Linked DNA regions of Mus musculus: region 1 is linked to region 2. The links are chromatin contacts, called in public HiChIP or PLAC-seq maps. All regions are on one chromosome and are shown on one strand. The core of a region is the stretch at or near the end of the contact, and the rest is flanking DNA. Distances in the headings are between cores, read along the strand shown.

Evidence for each region. HiChIP or PLAC-seq counts read pairs in DNA pulled down with a chosen protein or histone mark.
Region 1: an HNF4G HiChIP or PLAC-seq map of pancreatic cancer cells shows a contact between it and region 2. The contact joins the promoter of Amfr here to the promoter of Ciapin1 in region 2. A contact is called at or near these places in 1 of 39 promoter capture datasets (liver), 1 of 484 Hi-C or Micro-C datasets (embryonic stem cells) and 1 of 115 datasets of contacts at active chromatin or transcription factors (pancreatic cancer cells).

Annotation. Positions count from the first base shown.
Region 1 is chr8:94,007,919-94,014,004 of GRCm38.p6, reverse strand. Amfr (autocrine motility factor receptor) reads left to right here and starts at 1,365. Exons shown (of 14, transcript NM_011787.2): 1 at 1,365-1,786. The coding sequence starts at 1,544.
Region 2 is chr8:94,836,120-94,842,144 of GRCm38.p6, reverse strand. Ciapin1 (cytokine induced apoptosis inhibitor 1) reads left to right here and starts at 3,805. Exons shown (of 9, transcript NM_134141.4): 1 at 3,805-3,893. Coq9 (coenzyme Q9) reads right to left here and starts at 3,732. Exons shown (of 9, transcript NM_026452.3): 1 at 3,648-3,732. The coding sequence starts at 3,723. It also overlaps the pseudogene Gm7418.

The sequences.
Region 1 (6,086 bases), core at 116-2,615, 830 kb after region 2:
AGATATGGAAGTCCGAGGACAACTTGGGGGAGTTATGAGAATCAAACTCCAGTTTGTAGCAAATGGTTCATCTCACAAGCCATGTTGCAAATGACTGGGAACGAACCAAAGGGAACTATATTGTACAAAGACTCATGATGAGATGTTTTTAAGAATTATAACAGTGGTTAATTTTCAGATTTAAAAGATCTATAGAAATATTTGGCATGAAAAAATACTACAAAGACAATTTCTCCACATTAGAAAATTTGGAAAATTCAAAGCTGTTTACAGAGCTACATTCTGGGATAGGCACTAACACATGGCTCGGGGATATAATAATTAAAAACTGTACCCTATGTTATCTTATGTAATTCACATAGATATAACCTGCTGTTTATAGTGTACAATTCAGTGACTTTGAGTGTATTCATAGTTGTATAACAGCAACTTTAGAAATTCTCACTTCAGGAAACTAGTACCCCAACCTGTCACTTCTTTAGCTGTCACCTCCAGTTCTTTCAAACTCCCCTTCTACTCTACATTGCATGCATTTGTCTTATCAGCGTGGTCACACAGAATTTAGATATCTGTGTGTGGCTTGATTCAGACATCGTCAACATTCTCTGATATTGTAGCATTATCTGTACTTTATTTTCAAACGCTATAATTCGAGGTTTGCCTCTCTGGTTTTTAGGAGTAGTGCTACTGTCAGCCTCAATGTAGGGACTTTGTGTGGGTGTCTGTTTTCATTTCTCTTGGATGTTTACTTAACAAGCAGTGTAACTGCCAGGACGAAGGTCACCCTTTGGTTTACCTTTTAGGAACAGGTATTTTCCAAGAAACTAAGCAGCATTTGACATTCTTACTTGTAGCTAAGAGGGAACAGATTTTTATTTCTGGTTAAATTGGTTCCTCCGTTTTAAAAATATTCTATCTCAAGGCTTCTCTTATTTCCTAAGCATCATGTCGCTTCTTTAGGACACCAAGGAAGCCTCTAGTCTACAGGGTGGTGGGATGGCGGGTTTACCAGCTTTGGCGGGGAGGAACAAGCGACAAGTGGCCAGGGGCAGGGGTCCCGCACCCTCACCCTGCCGCCTGACCACGCACACAGGCCTGCCGTCATTGCCTACGGGCCAGGCTCACCCCAGAGCCCGGCTCGGGTGCGCTCGTGGCTTCAGTGGGCCCAGGGTCGCCAAGGATGCTGCAGGGGGCCGGGACGCGGGGCCCCAGGCCGGGTCCTGTGCTCTCGGGGTTGCAGAGCGCCGGCTGTGGGCGGGGGACGAAGGCCGCGCCCCCGCGCCCGTCCCGCCCGCGTCCCGCTAGGGGCGGCGGCCCGCCCCGAGTCCGCCGAGGCTCTTCCGCGCCGGCAGGGGCAGCAGCGGGAGCGGCGCGGGGCGGAGCGGCGCGAGCAGCTAGGAGCGGCCCGGCTCGGCCCGGCGCAGCGGCGGCGGCAGCGGCAGCGGCAGCGACGCCAGAGCCCGTGGGCGCCTTTCGCAAGGCCGCCGCAGGCGCCTGGCCGCAGCGCGGGAAGCCTCGGGGGCCGGAGCCCGTCGCTGCCGCCATGCCGCTGCTCTTCCTCGAGCGCTTCCCGTGGCCCAGCCTCCGCACCTACACGGGCCTCAGCGGCCTGGCCTTGCTGGGCACCATCGTCAGCGCCTACCGCGCCCTCAGTCAGCCGGAGGACGGCTCGGGTGAGCCGGAGCCGCTAACGGCCCCACTGCAGCCCGAGGCGCGCCTGACCGCCGGCGGCCCCCGGGCCCGCGACGTGGCCCAGTACCTGCTGTCGGACAGCCTGTTCGTGTGGGTGAGCGAGGCTGCGGGCCGGGCGCGGGGGCGGGCGGCCGGGCGGGAGCCGCCATGTCACCCATTATCCGCAGGGGGGCGTGGCCGGGCCCTGACCCCGGCCTCCTCGGCCCGGGGACCGCGGCCCTCGCGTGGGGCTCGAGGCCCAGCGGCGCTGCGAGCGTGGCGGGCCGCGGAGAGAAGGTGTCGGGATGCCGGGGAGAACAGTCGAGGCAAGGGCGGTCGGACCCGCGGGCTCCAGGGCGGCGGGGTGCGGCGACCCGAGGCTGTGAGAAGCCGCGACACGTCCGGTTTAGCTCGGCGTTGTTGGGGGCGGCTCGCCGACGAAGAGAAGGCCGAAGTTAGGGGGACATTTTACTCTTCGCCAGACAACTTCGAAATGGTGCTATTTGTCAATGCGTTAGTCCCGATGGGCGCTATTTAACGAAGCAAACAGACCAGCTACGTCCTTTTATCTCACCCCCAACCACCCCCCGCGATGGTTTGTGACTGTTCCCTTTTTGACAGAAAGCAGCAAAACACTTTCGGGTCGGTGTGGCAGCCCCTCCTTTGAACGCGATTCCTCCGTTTAGCGATCCATTTTGAAACAAGGGTTCTAGTTTGTCTGCCGGTGCGAGATAAGCAATGTCCACATGCCACAAGTACTGGCTTCGTTTGTTACATCATTTTAGGCTGGGCAGATCTGAGAAAATTTTGCTCTCACCTTGCACTTGAGTGCCTCTTCTATGAACCCTCAGAAATAGGAAAAGTTGCTCCCGGATTTAAAAAATTGTCACTTGGATTTCCTGTGGCTTGGTGGGGATCGTATCTCCCCACACGGCGCCTAGAGAAGGCTGTAAATGACTGAGGGGTTAATGTTATAAGTTTGTAGAACTATAATGCAACTCATTTGTTGTAATTATTCCCACTGTGCTTCATCAGGAAGCAGCGGGATTTGTGAACTTCGTGGGCTGCAGATGACGCCTCCTGGTCCTTTGGTGCATAGTTTCATAGAAGGCAGTGAAGGGCAAAGTTCCCCTTTCTCTACTCCTAAGAAAAGATGAACTGTTCGTCTTTAGGGTAAACAACTTAGAATTATTATGTTGGGAGTGCTTTTGACAAGGGTGAAGACTATAGTGTATGTAGTCGTTGATACCTTGTTTTAAGCTGGAACCATTATTCTATTACTAGAACAGCCAATAGTATTGTTTAATGTTTTTTTTTCGTAAGTTTCTTCTTGCAAAACCCACGTTCAAATTCCAAGGTTAATAACATTTCATAAAACATTAATCTAAGGCCTTCCCTTTGGCGTTTCTGAGAATTGTCATTTTAAAGAATGTTCTTTTTCTTTGCACAGTCTTACCTCATATAGATTGATCATTCCTTCCCCTCCTTTGAATCCTTATTTCTCAGTTGAGCTTTATTCGGTTTTCTTGCATGTCCTCTGGAGTTTTGGCACTCATGGTGTCTGCCCAGATCTATCTTGTGTGTGCTGTGAGTTTTGTTTATCGTTTAGTACTTACTTTGCGCAGCTATGCCTCACACTCTTTAAAAACCTCCCCTGTTCCTGGCAGGTAACACTGAGTGTCAGTGTGGTGGGCCTTTGTCAAAATGGATGCTTCTTGAGCCTCACTCATAGGCCTTAGACATTAAGGGGGGGAACCCCTTCCCCGCCTAAGAACAAAACATTGTCTGCCAATGCCAAGCAAGATTAACAAGAACCTGTCCTTTGTCATTGCCAGTCGGAAGTCTTACTAGTTATTGTTTTGTCAGACTCTCTAGAACTTGTCTTTGTAGAACACATGCAGTAGTCTCTCAGGAGGTTTGATATTAGCACAGGCAGATGAAAACCTTTCTGAGGAAGACTCAGCTACCAACAGCACTTCCCCCCTACCCTCAAATGACTCATATGTAAATGAGGCTACTTACAATAGGTGACAATAGAACACATGTGAAGTCCTGTGGGGTTTCCAGGTAGGAGAAAGGCTTGCTGTGTGGGACTGACTACAGCTTCTCTGACTTAAAGGGAGTTGAGAGGTTGGAAGGAGACCAGAGGTAAGAGGAGGTGGCCCTGCTGAGAGACAGGTGACAAGCCTTTGAGGCTCCTTCTCTTCAGGTGTGGCACTGAGGCTCACTTGTGGCTTATGACAGCCATCTTTGGCTTGTCACTCCTCCTGCCACATGCAGTGAGAAAAGTAGGTGGAATTTCAGAACTGGTTAGGTTGGTTCTAAACTTAAAACTTTAAAAGACAGATCCTGCAAGTTCATATTTCAAAGGTCAAAGTAAACAAAAGTGATAGACAGCGAAAGGAGGTCCCTGTTCCACCTGCATCCCATTCAGCTCCTTGTAGCTGGTGCTGGCCTTAAATGGGAACCTAAGAAACAGTCAGCCTCAAGTCCTTTACCCAGTTCATTTCTGTGGCTTGCACGCGTATACATGTGCACATATTCTTTCTGTTTCACACCTGCACCTGCGTTTTATTCTCTCCCTGAGCTGGATGCTGCTTTGAACTTTTATCTAACGTTACCTTGACGTGTCAGGCGTGTGCCCTTCCTGGGCTGATGCTATCAGCACCTCCCGTGGATCCACTGGCTGCCTGTTTGTGAAGTCTTCAGGGATGGACACGAGGGCTCCATTTCTCTGCTCTTGTACAGTGGTCTGGCGAACCCTTTTAGCGTGATTGGATTCTGCCTGTGAGAGGAGTTCGGTGTATGGCACAGATGACATTTTAAAATAGCTCTTCTCTGCTGTCCAAGTGAAGGGAAGCGGCTGTCCAGATCAGGCTTGCTGCAGCAGACCTATGGTTTATGGTTCTTAGAGACTCAGTTTGTCCCATGCTTGTTGGGCTTGAAGTGGGGGCTGACACGCCAACTCTGCAGGAGTGTTCGGGGTCCTTGGAAGCATCTGATTTAGGGTTTAAAGGTCAAATGCTCCTGTTAGTGCCTTTGAGCAGCTGAAGCTCGTTTTGTTGAGTTTCTTTTTCTTCTCTGGTTTTAGAGACCCAGTCTGGCTGCTTAGGACAGAGTGCTGTGCCGCCTGCTGTCAGTCCCTGTGTGGTGGCCTCAGCCTCCCCTCCCCCATGATAGACTTGTAGGCCTGGGCCGCCATGCTTGGCACAATGTTTACATTTTCAGTTGAGATTGAAAAGTTACTGTGTTTATTAGGATGACATATTGAATACTTGTGAAGTTAGGGCCTTTTTCTTTATTTTTTTTGAAGATTTGTTTTATGGGTATGAGTGTTTTGCCTGCATATAGAAATGTGTACTGCACACCTGCCTGGTGCCTTGGGGGTTGGAAGGCGTCATTGGATTCTCTGGAACAGGAGCACCAGATGGCTGGAGCCATATTGTGAGTGCTAGGAACCAAGTGAGGTCTCTGCAGGATTAACAGGAGCTTCTACCCACCGAGCCACCCCAGCCCCTGAGCCACCCCAGCCCCTGAGCCACCCCAGCCCCTGAGCCACCCCAGCCCCTGAGCCACCCCAGCCCCTGAGCCATCCCAGCCCCAGCCCCAACACTTTTTTTTTTTTTATAATTAGATGTAGAGTAGTTCATTGTTGATAATCATTAAACTATTCCAAGAAAGCACAATTGAGAACCTTAAACTTATTTTAGTTTTTCCAACCCTCCGTTGCCTTGGTGTTCTTGTAAAGGTTATTTCTTTTAAATACATTTCCCTCCTGTGGCTGTGTGCTTTCTTTTCCCTCTCCTCCTTCCCTTCCCCCATCCCTTTCTTTTCTGTGAGACAGGGTCTGGGTAGGCAACCCAGGCCAGCTCTGCAGTGCAGCCTCTGGTCTGAACCCGGGCCAGGCTCCACATAGTTTTTCAAGCCCTGTTTTTCTTTATAGTCATGCTATATTTCAATCCTCCTTCCCCCCCAAACATAGTCTCTCTGTGTAGCCTTTGCTGTCCTGGAACTCACTCTGTAGACCAGGCTGATCTAAAACTCACGGAGATCCCCCTGCCTCTGCCTCCCAAGTGCTGGGATTAAAGGCTTGTGCCCCCACCACCAGGTGATGGGCTAATTTTCAAGTCTTCCATTTAGATTAAAATAGAAATGTTTAGATATGGGTGATGAAACCCCAGTATTATAAGGAACTTTCAGTGTGGTCCCAGCACATGTTGTTGGGCAACTCACAACTGCCTATAACTCTAGGTCTAGAAGGATCTACCATGCCTGACTTCCATGGGCACTTGGAGAGTACACAGGCACACATGTGTAAGTCATATAAAACAAAATTTTAGTAAAGGGGAATGGGCTGGGGAGGTGGCTCAGTAACTCAGAACACTGGCCGCTCTTCTAGGGGGTTCAGCTCCCAG
Region 2 (6,025 bases), core at 2,556-5,055:
TGAGAGTATTAATCTCTACTTGTTCAATAACAATGTTGTTATGGTACCAAAATGTGAACATAACAGTGCCTGCCTTCAAAGTGTTTACATGGCCTTTCTTTTCTTCCCTTTCCATGTTTGTGTGTATTGTGTACATATGCATGTTTGCATGTATGTGGGTGGGTGAGCATGCACAGGTAGGTGGAAGTTTGAAGTCAACTTTGGGAATCACCCCCAAAGCATCTGTTCTCCACTTTATTCACTAAGGTAGGCTCTCTCAATCAAACCCAGAGCGGATGGCTAATCTTATACTAGCCAGCCTGCACTAGAGATCCCTAGATTCCACCTTTGGAGACTCCTTCCTTCCCTTCCCTTCCCCTTCCCCTTCCTTCCTTCCTTCCTTCCTTCCTTTCCTTGGTCAAGGTCTCACTATGTAGTCCTGGCTGGCCTCAAACTTCCAGAAATCTGCGTCTCTGCCTCCTGAGTGCTGGGATCAAAGGCATGCACCATCACATGCTGCATCCTATGAGGGTTCTCAGGACCAGAACTCTGGTTCTCACACTCAAGCATTTTACCCTTGAGCCATCTCCCCAGCCCCTGCAGCCTCACGACCTTAGGAAATACCAGTAGTGTTTGAAACTACTTGTTTTCTTTCCCAGCATTTTTAAAAAACATTTTATTTATCTATCTATCGATTTATTTATTTATTATATGTGATGAGTACACTGTAGCTGTCTTCAGATTTACCAGAAGAGGGCATCAGATCCCATTACAGATGGTTGTGAGCCACCATGTGGTTGCTGGAAATTGAACTCAGGACTTCTAGAAGAGCACTCAGTGCTCTTAATCTTGGAACCATCTCTCCATTCCCCTTTCCCAACATCTTAACATCAACATCTGCAAACATGTAGACAAGTTGAAGGAGCTGTGAACATTTGCATATCCTTCTAGCTGCTGCACACTTATCATGTGCTCACTAACCACTTTACTCTCATACTTATTGCAGATCTCAGGAATCCTCAGCGCCAACATTTCAGCCCATGTAACAGTTTACTGTTCCTTTAGGGACTGTTTATATAAGATGAAATATACACATCTTAAACACAGTCCTGTTCGCAATGCAGACACATACACTTGTAGAACTCGAATCCTATGTAGGCAGACATGACCATCACCCAGAAAATCTCCCCCCCACCCCCAGCTTTCAGTCAGTCCTCATTCTTCTGATCTGAAACTCACACTCTGGGTGAGTTTTTGCTCGTCTTCAGATTTCTCTAAAGTTTCTTTTGTTTCATATATTTTACTTATTTATTTATTTGGTTATTTGGTTTTTCAAGACAGGTTTTTCTCTGTGTAGCTCTGGCTGTTCTGAAACTCACTCTGTAGATATGGTTGGCCTCGAACTCAGAGTTCTGCCTGCCTCTGCCTCCTGAATGCTGGGGTTAAAGGCTTTTTAAAGGCATGTCCCACCACTGTCTGGCTAAGTTTTAAAGATTTGTTCATGTGTATGAGTGTTTCACCTGCATGTATGTATGTGTACATGTCTGCCTGATGCCCACAAAGATGAGAAGAGGGGGCTAGGAACTGAACCCAGGGCAGCTGCAAAAACAGTGAGTGCTCTTAATGAGCCATTTCTCAAGCCCTGCTTAGTATACATTCTAGATTTATGTGTATGGGTGTTTTGCCTGTATGCATGTCTGTGCTACATATGCATGCTTTGTGTTCATGGAGGCTAGAGGGGCTGCTGGATCCATGTGTCTGGCAGGAACTAAAGTTGGGTCCTCTGGAAGAATAGCCAGTGCACTTAACAACTGAGCCATCTCTCCAGACCATTATTTAGCTTTTAATTATGTATATTGTGTCAATCTGTGTGGGGGTAGGAAGAAGGCATCAGATTCCCTGGTGCTGGAGTTAAGGTAGTTGTGAGCAGCCCAACGTGTGTGCCGGGAAGCCAACTTAGCATCCTCTGCAACAGCAGGATGCACTCTTAACTGCAGAGCCTCTCCCTCTCCTCCTAATTAGTGTATTTTACAAGAACAGTATAGGTAACTCATAGTCTGTGACAACAGTTAGAAATGTTTTGAATGTTTTATAAATCTCTGAAAAGCCATTTTCCTGGATCTGTCTCACTTTCTTTTGAGTGCCTGTCTTTTTTCCACAACCACTGTGCTCAAGCCTACATGAACATCTTTGTTAAACTTCATCTGCTTTAAACACAAACACACACACACAAATCAAAAGGCCAGCCCGTATTATTTTGAGACATAGACTTCCTATATAACTCAGGCTGAGGCAGGACTAACAAGTTTTTAAAAAAGAAAAAAGAAAAGGAATAAAAAAGAAAAGCATGATGACACACTCTTTTAAGAGCACTCAGGGGGCTGGTGAGATGGCTCAGGGGGTAAGAGCACCCGACTGCTCTTCCAAAGGTCCGAAGTTCAAATCCCAGCAACCACATGGTGGCTCACAACCACCTGTAACAGAGATCTGATGCCCTCTTCTGGTGCGTCTGAAGACAGCTACAGTGTACTTACATATAATAAATAAATAAACCAAAAAAAAAAAAAAAAAAAAAAGTAAACTCTGATTAAAAAAAAAAAAAAAAGAAAGAAAACACTCAGGAGGCAGGACCAGGCCAATCTCTCTAAGTTCCAGGTCAGTCTGGTCTATATTACAGTGAGTTCCAGGTCAGCCAGAAATATAGAGTGAGACTTTATCTCAAATACTTCAGAAAGGGGACGGTTACTTCGGAGATACCTGTTGTAAACTGCTTGCATAACATTGAAAAAAAGATGAATGTTTGGGCTTTAAGGGCCCACCTAATATAAAGTTGTCGGGAATACAGTTGAACTTTTTGTGGACACAATTTCATGGGTAAATACCCTATGACTGGATTTGTTGGCTCACATTGCATTATTTTTGTTAAACATATTTCGTCTGAAACTCTAGCTAAAAATGCCACAAAGGAAGTCATTGAAAATAATAAGGAAAGAAACACAGAACAGCATGCTTAACAACATCAGCATTTGCTATAGGCCCAGAAAATTTGAAGTGAGGAGCCCCCAAAGTATGGTTGCGAGATCTCTGCGGTTCATGGAGATTTTAGTTGCATATTTTTTGTCACTGTGTCAGTGCAGAAAGATTCTATATACGGACAGCGATTTTTGCTTTTCCACTTAATGACAATGTACAAAGTTTCTAAAAGTAAATGTCTACTATTACTGTGGAGATAAAAATACGGGGCATATGGCAGCAAATGACGAATGTCACCAGCTTAGTGACGTGGTGTGGCAATAACTGACTCTGTGGCTGTTCGGTCGGTTTCTCCAGCGAGGCTGGCACAGCGCCTACGGCGACGGAGAACGCTTTGGAACGGACGAGCTCTGTGACCTTGGGCACACCGAGCCCTCTCTGAAGCTCCATTACCTCTGGGGAACCGGGGTGACAGGACTGCCCCGCGGCTTTTGCCCCCTCACAGCTCAAAGTCCGGCGACTGAAACCCTTAAGTGGCTTTTTCCAGCTCGCGACTCCAGCGGCTCCACGCCGATGCCCTTTACCTTGCTAGCCCCGACCAGAGCCTCTATCATCCCACGCCAAGCCCAGATCCGCCCTGCGCCTTCTTCCCGTTTTTCCCCCTCGCGCCCCGGCTCGGCTGGCTGTCACCTCACCGGGCAGGCACCGCAGCTGCAGGAGCCTCCAGCCCAAGCGGCCGAGGACACCAGACACGGCTGCTGTCGCCGCCATCTTGGAAGTGGGCACGCACGCACGCTGAGGGCGGCGACGCGCCGGGCAGCGTCACGCGTCAGTGGGGCCGCGTCCGCTCACTAGGACTCAGGTGTTGTGCGGCGTCTTCTCGCGAGAGACCAGGACGAGAAGCCGGCGTCCGCGGAGCGGGTTTTCAGGCTACGAGGAAGGTGAGGACGCTCGGGGTCGCTCGAGCATCTGAGCGGGCTTAACGGCCCTCCTAGGGGCCACTCTGGTCTCCCGTGCTCTCGCTTCGGCTTCTGGCGCCGTCATTGTCACCCCTTGGGGAAGCCGGGGTGAGGGGCCGCGGCGGCCGGGGCCCTGCACGCGGCGTGCTGGACGCCGGGGCTCGTCCGCCGCCTTTTTCCGCGTGGAAACCCGGAGCTGGCATCGGGACCGTCAGTTTACTCCTAGCCATCGGTGGTGACCTTGAGTCTCCTCCAGGGCACTTGGCGGAAAGCACCAAAGGTGGGGAGAACCTGGAGCCACAGGTTGTCCATTCGAGCCCGGCATTTATGTCCTAGGATGCTTGTTTATAGAAGGAGCCACCCAGGCTTTTGTCCTGGAGAGTTGCCCCTGTGCCGGGGTGTGGTCCCTAGCGATCACTAGCCATTTGCAAGGTCGGGAGAAGTTCGCTTCTCGGTGCCTGAGTCCAAGCTGCGGGTCTTCAGAGTAGAGCGGACTGCCTCGCTTGCTCTACCAGGGAAGTCTTGATGTTTGCTAGAAGTAAACGGTGTATGTTTAGTGTCATGGTCATGGGGTGGGGGAACATGTATGTATAGGTGCATACGCATGTGTGTGGAGGCCAGAGGACAACTTGGTGTTTCATCAAACTGTGGCCACCTTCTTTGTGACAGGGCCTCTAGTTGGCCTGAAGCGTACCAGTTAAGGCTGGATAACAAACTTTGCCACACGAGCTTTTGAAATATATATACACACACATACATATATACTTATATGTATGTACACATATATGTGTATGTATATATATGTATGTGTATGCATGTATACACACATATATAAAGATTCTGTGTGTGTTGGGGAGGAGTGTCTGCTTCCACTTTGAGTTCTGAGGGTTAAACTCAGGTTGTCAGGCTTTGTAGCAAGCACCCCTAACCCACTGAATCATCTTGGTAGCCCACACCCAAGGTTTTCTATGTGGGTTCTGGGGCTCAAACTCCTTATGCTTGCAAAGCACAGCCTCGCCCTTCCCAGAGCCCTGATAATGAATGGCTTTTGAGAGAAGAGTTTCACCGAGGAGCGTAAACTGTCCTCAGAACTCCTTCACCAGTCTCCCGAGAGAGCTAGGGTTACACGAAGGCTCCGACATTCTTGGCTATTGGTTGGTGTTTGTTTCGCTTTGTGGTATTGAAGAGTGGACCCAGGTCATGCTAGGTTAAGCACATACCACTGAACTGTGACCCTATCCCTAATCAGCTGGACCTGCTACCACTGAGTCACCCCCAGCCTCTCTGCCACCTTAAATGGGACCCAAGCCTAAGATTATGGTTCTTAGGTGCCTTAAAGATAAATAAACCCACCTCCAGAAGTTACTCCCAGAGGAGAGGCACTGCTCTTACTGCCTGCTGGTAACTTAGCAGACCAGCCTCAAACTCCCAGAGATCTGCCTACCTTTGTCTGGAGAGTACTAGTATTAAAAGCAAATGCATATTCACCCGGTATTAACATTTTTAAAAAGCCATGGGTTGATGGTGTCAGTTGGAGGAGCGTCTAACAAACAAGGTCAGTTATGTGACAGTTATGTGACATTGACTTCTACTTCACCTCTTTAGTTGTGAAACAGCCCTGAGTCACAGCTCCTAAGTATGCTGGCTTAGGCACTGGAATTTTTTTTCTTTTTTAATTTTGTAATTATATTTAGGTACAGAAAATTTAGTGTACATTTAATCCAATTTAGTGGCGAGTTCTTTAGCTTTTGCTTTTTCCAGCTTGGCAATGCGAGCCACAGACTCAGGACCCAGGACGTTGCCTCCCCAGTGGCAACGGATCTCGTCATATCTGTCATTATAATTGGTCCTAATAGATTCCACCAACTTAGCCAGAGCACCCTTGTCTTCCGAGTTAACCTGTGTGAAGGCAACAGTGGTGCATGTCTTCCTATGGACCAGGTGCCCCAGTCTGGCCTTTCCCTTGATGATGCAGTAGGGCACCCCCATCTTTCGACACAGGGCAGGCAGGAAAACCACCAGCTCAATAGGGTCTGCGTCATGGGCAATCACCACCAGCTGAGCCTTCTTGTTCTCCACCAAGGTGGTGACTGTATTGACTCCTGCTCAGAGGA